Linked DNA regions of Gossypium hirsutum: regions 1 and 3 are each linked to region 2. A link is a contact called in public Hi-C data. All regions are on one chromosome and are shown on one strand. The core of a region is the stretch at or near the end of the contact, and the rest is flanking DNA. Distances in the headings are between cores, read along the strand shown. Region 1 holds the start of LOC107951756. Region 2 holds the start of LOC107951758 (protein RGF1 INDUCIBLE TRANSCRIPTION FACTOR 1). Region 3 has its middle 30 kb from the start of LOC121211498.

Region 1 (2,700 bases), core at 62-2,561, 230 kb after region 2:
GAAGAATGGAAACAGTTCTTTAACCCCTAGCCAAAATTTTTACAGGTTCCCAAAAATAGAGCCAAAATTGACCAATCTTTTCATTAATAAGTAAGGTTCTACTTTATTTTTATGCTTAGGTTCTACTTTATTTTTATGCTTACTAGATGCTAGTTGTTTCTAAGGTAAAGGTAAGAAAATGCAACCAAAATCCTAAACGAGGCATAACATCTCTTCATTAAATTTTTGCGTCACAAAATGCATAATCGCATTTCTATACAGAACAATTATGTTTCAATGTGTACAATATTTTAGCTATTAGTATAATTTTAACAAACATGATAATGCTTTTAACCAGCTTTAAGAAAATCAAAAGGAAAATTGTAAAAAACAAGTGCCCGAACAAAGTACCAAAGCCTTAATGATTTAAAAGCAACAAGAAAAATGTAGGATTGAAAGGAACAAAAGAAAATATATCAGCCAAACTCCATTTTCCTCTCTAAGAAACGAAATAGAAATGTACTACATTACAAGGCTTATATCCTTAACATCAATTCTCTTTTCCCTATACTTTACTAAAAAAGACATTGAAAAAACACAAATTTAACATTTAAGTATAAATTCAAAACACCAAGAGATAACATATAAACAAGAATGGTTAAGAAATATACCATGGCTTGACCAAGGCCAAGAACATCCCATCTGTCAGGCAAAACACAAAACGACCGAGCACCTTCTTCTTCATCATCGACTTCCTCCTCATCTTCTTCACTCTCAAATTCATCTCCATTGCTACTGCTACAGCTACAACTCCCTCTAGAACCACAAGGAGAAGAAACACAAAAGAACCCACCTTTCTGTTTCCCCATTGAACCAGAAGTCACCCTCCCTTTACCTCTGAAATCACCCAGAAACCCCAACTCTCTTATAATCCTCCCACTCCCATAACTTCGTTTGTGGTGATATAGAGAAGAAAATAAAGGAGAATAGAAGCGGTATAGAGAGAAAATTGAAGAGGAAAAAAGGGAGTTAATTTGTGGAGGAGATGAAATAGAAGTAAGGAAGGACATAGTTGAAAGTAGTTTAAACACTTGGTTTTTATTATTAACTAAAATGGGAATCTATTAGGGAAGGAAGAGCCGTCTGGGAATCGGGTTTTCTTAGTTTAGGATGGAGAATTGGAAGCAGAAGACATCCCCATCCACAAAGATTTTGGTGAATGTTTAAGAGAGAGGCTCCAAGTCGCTGCTTCTGTTGGTGTGTTGAGGATAAAATGGAAGGATGTTTTCTTTTTTCTTTTTTCTTTTCTCCATTTATTATTTTATTTTATGAGTTCCCAGATTTGGTTACGTGGACGTTTACTTTTACATATATTCGGTAAAATTGCATCTATAACAATTATTTCTCAAATTTAAGTAATTGAAAAATAAGAATATTATACAATATTAACAATTAATTTAAGTAATTGCATTTTTTTTATAAATTGAATTTATTATAAATTTACAAAAAGAATTTCAAAATTAATAATCTGAAAATTTTTAACAATTTAATGCTTAACATTTTAGAGTCAATTTTAAAAATTCTAATAGGAGAATAACAAATCAAATCTTTTACGTGATCTTTTAACATCAATTAACTTTTCCGTTTACTCCAAAAAAAATTGGGATCAAATATTAATAGAAAAAATAAATTAATCTAATTAAAACATATCATACACAGTTTCCACTCATTATTTCACATCATATATATATATATATATTAAATACACATTTTTTGTTATTCAGTGATTTAATGATAAAGTATCTTTATATTCTATAGTCCCATTTAAGTTTCCAGCCAATTATAAATAGTGAACATACCTAGAGGTCAGCGTCCACATTTACTCAAACAATATATTTTATGCAGCACATTTTGGCAAATTTTAACAAAAATTCTATTTTTCTGCAATTTTTAATTCAACTATATGACAATAAATATCTTCTCTAACGTTCAAGGTTTTCTTTTTTTCCGAATTTCTTTGTTGAATTCGCATGCATGCCATTAGTATTCCAATAAACCCGATTTAAAAAAAAAAACTTTTGTAGAATAAGGAGATTGTTGACATCTTAAAAATCAAAGATAAACATTTGATGATATGTTGTTTTCTCTGATTTCAAATTGCTCAAGCTTAAAAAACAAATGAATCTCCATCTATAGTAAAAATAAGGGTAAAGTAAACTTACAATCACCCAACTTTAATTAAAATAATAAAATAATTATTAAATTTTAAAAATTATAATTCAGTCACTAAACTTAAAAAAAATTAGTAACACAAATGCTCTATTGTAGTTTTCCTCTCAAAGTTATGAAAGGATATGTGCTGATGGATGAGAATATGCAATCTATTTTCCTAGTACTAGTGTTCGTTTGTAAGATGAACCTCATGCATAAAAAAGGAAATGTTCCAATGCCTAACGGGAATTTCTTCAAACAGCTTACCTGCGTCAAAAGTTATTCACTCACGACTCACATTTTTAAGTTTGCATGCTTGAGAGTTGAAACGAAGGAAACTATGTAAGGCAAACTGGTACAGGGCTTGCAGGAGGATATTTTGATTTTTGGAAAAAGGATTTTGGAGGAGGGCTTAGTAGAATGGGAATCAAAGTTATTGTTGGCGGTATCGTTAGAATGATGGAAGGTCTTCGAGCCGGCGCTTCTGCAGGGCGCGCTATTCTTTAAGGC
Region 2 (2,700 bases), core at 16-2,515:
AATTTTATATTTGAATTTTATGATCTCTAGGTTTTTGGATGCGTGAAGCTAGTATTCCATATGCATAGCTTTGTTAAATAATTTGTGTTGCCTTTGGTCATTTTCTTAATTTATTATATTAATTATTTAGAATAAAAGATAGAAGTAATACGATTTAAATTTGTGTTAAATAAGTGTTTAATAAAAATTTTAAACACCATTTAATACAAATTAAATAATTTTAAAATATTTGTCGGATGAGTTAATGTATTAAAATCAATTTAAGGTGGGAAGAGACTATGCTATCAATTTTATAAAAATTTAAAAATAGTACAATAATTAGTAAGTATTTAGTACATTAATAAAGCATATCACATTCTTAAAAAAAATTTAAAATTAACTAAAAATTTCAAAAACCATAAAATAAACATAAAAATTATGTTCAGTATTTCCAATTGTTAAAATGTTAATATATACTCAACCAATTTTCATAACAATCCACCCACTACACTGACATATAACTCTGAAATATAAGCTTTTTTAAAAAAATAAAAATAAATTTTAATTGTGAACCCTTTATTATAGATGAAAAGGTAAAAAATCAATACCTTGAAATTATCGTCCTACTACCCTGAATTTTATGATGGAATTTGCATCTACTTTGGACGAAAATTATTTAGCTTTTTTTTGCTTTTCAAATTATTCTCTCATAAAATCATTTATTTGAAATTTAATGATTTATCTTTTAAAACATAAAAAATAAGAATATTTAAAACCTAGGCTAGTTGTAGTAGTAAAACATAGGAGTTTTTCAGGCCAGAAAAGATTTAATATGATAATATTCCCTTGCATTTGCATGCACCAACAACTCATCATCTTCAAGAGCATTCTAAAGAGAAATCTTTGTATTTATATGATCCTTCAGCATTTGAGGTGGCAAATTCCAAAGCCCTAACTTTTACTTCACCATGCAATTTAAGTAAATAAGTTTTAACACATGGCGTTTTCACCCTCCTTGCATTCTAGCTGATTCATTACTCCTTCCACGTGTCCACATCTTGGCCTTCCAAATGTCTAATCATAATGAGCCATCTATCAGGGTTCCCAATTGCCAGCCTCAACCTATTCTGTCCAAGTAAATTTATATGAATTTTTAAAATAAGAAAACCATTTTTTAATATCGAGAAAATAAATTTTTTTAAATGAAAATTTAAGAGGGTCATGAAGTTTCTTGAAATAAACGCATCTAATAATAAATATATTTTTATTTATTTAATATTACTTTTGGGTTAGGTTCGGATTGAGGTTCGGTTGAAGACTTTTAAGCCAAAGATAAGCACCTTCGATGCCCCCATCCACCACCCACCACTACAAAGGAACCCCACTTGTTTTCTTTCTTCTTCTCACCCCTTCTTTTTTCCCTAGAAAAATTTTAAAAAGTTTTTCCAAGAAAGTTTCTCCCTTTTTTTTTTTCCTATTCTTCTTTCTCCCAGAACTGGCTCCAAATGATCAATATTGATCAAGAAACAACGGTTAGAGAAATCAAACCAAAAAGCAGAAGAATCATGGTTAGCCCTTCAACCACCTTGTTCAGTTATATATATCTATCTTCCTCAATTATTACTTTCTTTTTCTTGGTTTTATATTAGTATTTGGTTGTAAAAGGATACTGTCATTGAGATGATGTGATGATATTTTTTTTTGGGGGGGGAGGGGGTATAATTCAGGGAGGAGGTGGTCCGGATTATGATGATGATAAAGAGGAAGTGAAGTGGCCGCCATGGCTGAGACCACTGCTACAAACAAGCTTTTTTGTTCAATGCAAACTCCATGCTGACGCTCATAAGAGTGAATGCAATATGTATTGCTTGGATTGCATGAACGGTGCTCTTTGTTCTCTTTGCCTTGCTTATCACAAAGACCATAGAGCTATTCAGGTACCATAAGTAGTTGGATTTTTTTCCCATTTCTGGGCTATTCATACACAAATATTCCATTATCATGAAGTTATCCTTGTTTGATCATAGGCACAAAATTATATGAATGTACATTGATTTCAGCAATGTCATGTGCCTTTTTCTTTGGGTGATTGACAAAAGGGCAACAGGCAATTAATTTGTTTTTTTAATCTCCCTTCTTCTTTTTTTCAATAGTCAAAATAGCTTAAAACTATTTAGAACAGCAATAGGACATTGTTGACCAAATTTTTTGTGCTAAAATTTGGGGATGGGTTATTGTTTGATGCAGATAAGGAGATCTTCATACCATGATGTGATAAGGGTTTCTGAGATTCAGAAATTCGTAGACATAACAGGGATTCAAACATATATTATAAACAGTGCGAGGATTGTGTTCTTGAATGAAAGGCCTCAGCCTAGGCCTGGCAAAGGTGTCACCAATACTTGCCAAGTCTGCGAGCGCAGCCTCCTTGATTCCTTCAGCTTCTGTTCTCTTGGTTGCAAGGTAATTCATTCATCTGCATTTACTATAATTCCTCCAATCTTTGGCCCCTTTAAATTTTTTTTATGGTTGTAATTAAACCATTTTAGATTGTTGGGACATCAAAGAACTTCATCAGGAAAAGGAAAATGTGCAAGGAAACAGACGGGTCGGATGCTGAGTCATTGAATGGTGTTAGCAATGGAAGCACAAAGAGCAAAGTACAAAGCTTTAGGCCGTCGACACCGCCGCCAACAGCCGTGAATTACAGGACCGCCAAAC
Region 3 (2,700 bases), core at 61-2,560, 160 kb after region 2:
AACTATTAAAAAAAGATGAGTTGCGAAAAGTGTGACTTGTACAAATGGTTTCATCTGTCTTGTTCATATCTTGTCCAAATTGGAATTGAATTTCTTTTTAAAAGACACTTTACAATTGGAATTCTGTACTTTCCACTTGGAAAGTGATAAAACTTTGGATTGTTTTGAAATTCCATAATCATATAAATATGCTCCTCTGAATGTAAAGAAAGGTATATATGATCAGTAAGAATAAGGTAGAAGGTATATTCATATAACTTATATATTTTCATCCATTCAAAAGTTTCAATTTATAAATTAGGGTTATTATTTTATACATTGCAGTGAAGCTTTTTAATTGTACAATTAAACTTTAAGAAATTGTACAATATTTTTAATTGATATTTAAAAAATAAATCTAAATAAATAAGGCACATAGGCAATTTATTAAGCCCACTTGTAGAGTAAAAAAACTTCACCACCAATATTAAAATGATAGAGTGAGAATAGAGATAAAAAGAAAATAGAAGAAAAAGGTAATAGTGGGGAAATTTTTAGAAAAATAAAGAAATAAGATAGATATAGCATTCTTATATTGAATAAGTTAGAATTGAGATTACCACCAAAAAGAGAAAATTAAAATTTATCAAGCTTGACATTTCTCTTTTTACTATGTTTACATATATTTGTATCCGACTTAAGTTTTTTATAAAAAAAATATTTTTTTTATTTTTGGAATAAAGTTAATTTCAATATATCTCAATATATCAAATAATAATAATAATTAAAGAAAAAATTAATAATTTTTTTATGAAAACAAAACTTATCAAATAATACTACGACTTTTTTTCTTTTTTGGTCTCTAAATGCTACTTGAACAAAATTGCATTATGAATTTATCTATTTATAGTAGTAAATCTTAGTTTTAATTAATATATAATTAAATGATAATCAATCTAAATAAATAAGTATAATTAAGTGATAATTATTGTAACAAAAATTTATAAATAAAACAAAGACAATTAAAATTATTTTATATATTATATAAAATAGACTGATAAAGAGAAAACAAAAACATAAAGATGAGAAAAGGAAAGGGAAGAATTATTCTTAATAGTTGCTTCTTATCCTTAACAACAGGAGTCTCAATGTTTTTGGACCCATCAGTCAGTTTTAGTTGCATCTTTTTCTCTCACATAATATATGCTTTCTCTTTTCTTGCCCTTAAACCTATCTATCTCTTATATTATATTTTCTTATAGTATATCCGTGTTCTGTAACGTTATTTTTCTTTTTATTAAAGTAATTTGGTCCACTTGCTCCACCATCAAAGGTAAGATAGGGTGGGAAGTGGGACCCACCATTGATGAACCCTGCCTAAATGTCGATATATATGTCCCTTTCTTCATTTGACAAATTTAGTGAGAATAATAATAATAAACTTTTGTATTTAATAACTCTCTGTTAGGTTACCGACTTCACCAACTAATTAATTGTATGGTTATATATGTTAATCATTTTACGCACAAATTTGTTTTCTTTCTTATTTTCCAACGGCCCACAATCTAACTTGGAGGCATTCAATTGGAATCCTAAAATATGTGATGAGTTTGCAATGTTAAGGAACATAATTTTGTTTTATGAATTTATTCAACTTTAAATACAACACAAACTATAATGCACGTGTTTAATTTGCGTATGAAGCATTGATTTTTACAAGGGTAAATGTCAATCATTTTTTAACCTTCTTTCTCTTTTGGTCATTCACATTTATAAATTTTTATTTTAGTTATCAAATTTTAATATTTTGGCCTCTTTCGTTAAATCACTAATGGTGTTCTTTTTAAAATTGGCATAGTAATAAATTTAACCTTCTAATATTTACAGATTTTATCAATTTAATCTTAATTTTTAATTTTAAAAAATATTTAAAATTCCTTTTTTTTAAAAATACTTACAAAATTATAAATATAAATAAATATCTATTTTCCTCATTTTTAACATGAAATAATAATTTTATAAATAAATATTTAATGGGAAAAAGGTCATGAAGAAAACTTATGCAAATTCAACATTTCCCTTTTTCTCAATATTAACAATCATCATGTTCTGTTTGGGTCAAAAACTACAACCTAAGGTCGAAAAAGATGAGAATCGATGTCTTTAAGTTGTTGCCAAGAACAAGCTTGTTGAGTTTGAGGTTGAGGTTGTGCTTGAGGGCGTTCATGTTGGGGATATATAGGTGAGGATGAGGTCTTGGAGACTTAGTAGGTGGAAGGCCATGCCAACAACTCCACAACTAATTCCTAATTTGATGGTAATAATGGAGGATGTGGAAATCAAGGAGTTTGGAGTAACAGATATTGGTGTCGATCATTGTGGACGAAGGTAGTGCTCAGCGCTTGGTAAATTTGACAAAGACTATGGAGCAAAGGTAGATGTAGAATAAAATTTATTATTCATAAAATAAACTAAAAAGAGAAAAAGTTTGAATTTGATTCAAGTCTTGTTCATGGTTTTTTCTTGAAAAATATTTTATTTATAAAAGTATTATGTTAATAAATAAAATTTAGGTTAGAAAAAGAGAAAAGTGTGTATCCATTTATTTATAATTTTGTATGTATTTTTTTTATAAAAAATGAAATTTTAGATAATTTTTTACTTTTAAAGTTTTTTTTTGAATATTTAAGAAATAGAACTAAATTAACAAAATGTGTAAAA

The links. Hi-C and Micro-C count contacts between places; a contact is called where the count stands out from the background.
Region 1: a contact with region 2 is called in a Hi-C map of leaf, with 2.9 times the contacts expected there. The contact joins the promoter of LOC107951756 here to the promoter of LOC107951758 in region 2. A contact is called at or near these places in 13 of 34 Hi-C or Micro-C datasets (callus, fibers, leaf and 2 more).
Region 3: a contact with region 2 is called in a Hi-C map of hypocotyl, with 2.0 times the contacts expected there. The contact joins the enhancer-like site here to the promoter of LOC107951758 in region 2. A contact is called at or near these places in 3 of 34 Hi-C or Micro-C datasets (hypocotyl, leaf and petal).

The regions. Positions count from the first base shown.
Region 1 is chrA02:95,611,748-95,614,447 of Gossypium_hirsutum_v2.1, forward strand. LOC107951756 reads right to left here and starts at 1,312. Exons shown (of 5, transcript XM_016886893.2): 1 at 651-1,312. The coding sequence starts at 1,049.
Region 2 is chrA02:95,381,759-95,384,458 of Gossypium_hirsutum_v2.1, forward strand. LOC107951758 (protein RGF1 INDUCIBLE TRANSCRIPTION FACTOR 1) reads left to right here and starts at 1,266. Exons shown (of 4, transcript XM_016886894.2): 1 at 1,266-1,547; 2 at 1,707-1,916; 3 at 2,227-2,442; 4 at 2,529-2,700. The coding sequence starts at 1,485.
Region 3 is chrA02:95,543,606-95,546,305 of Gossypium_hirsutum_v2.1, forward strand. No RefSeq gene overlaps it. Among protein-coding and RNA genes, the nearest start is that of LOC121211498, 30 kb to the right of the region's middle. Within about 2 kb of position 1,311, at least 3 of the 9 cell types and tissues checked have an H3K27ac peak or open chromatin away from gene starts, as enhancers often do. A contact at or near this core is called in hypocotyl and leaf, where this site is marked.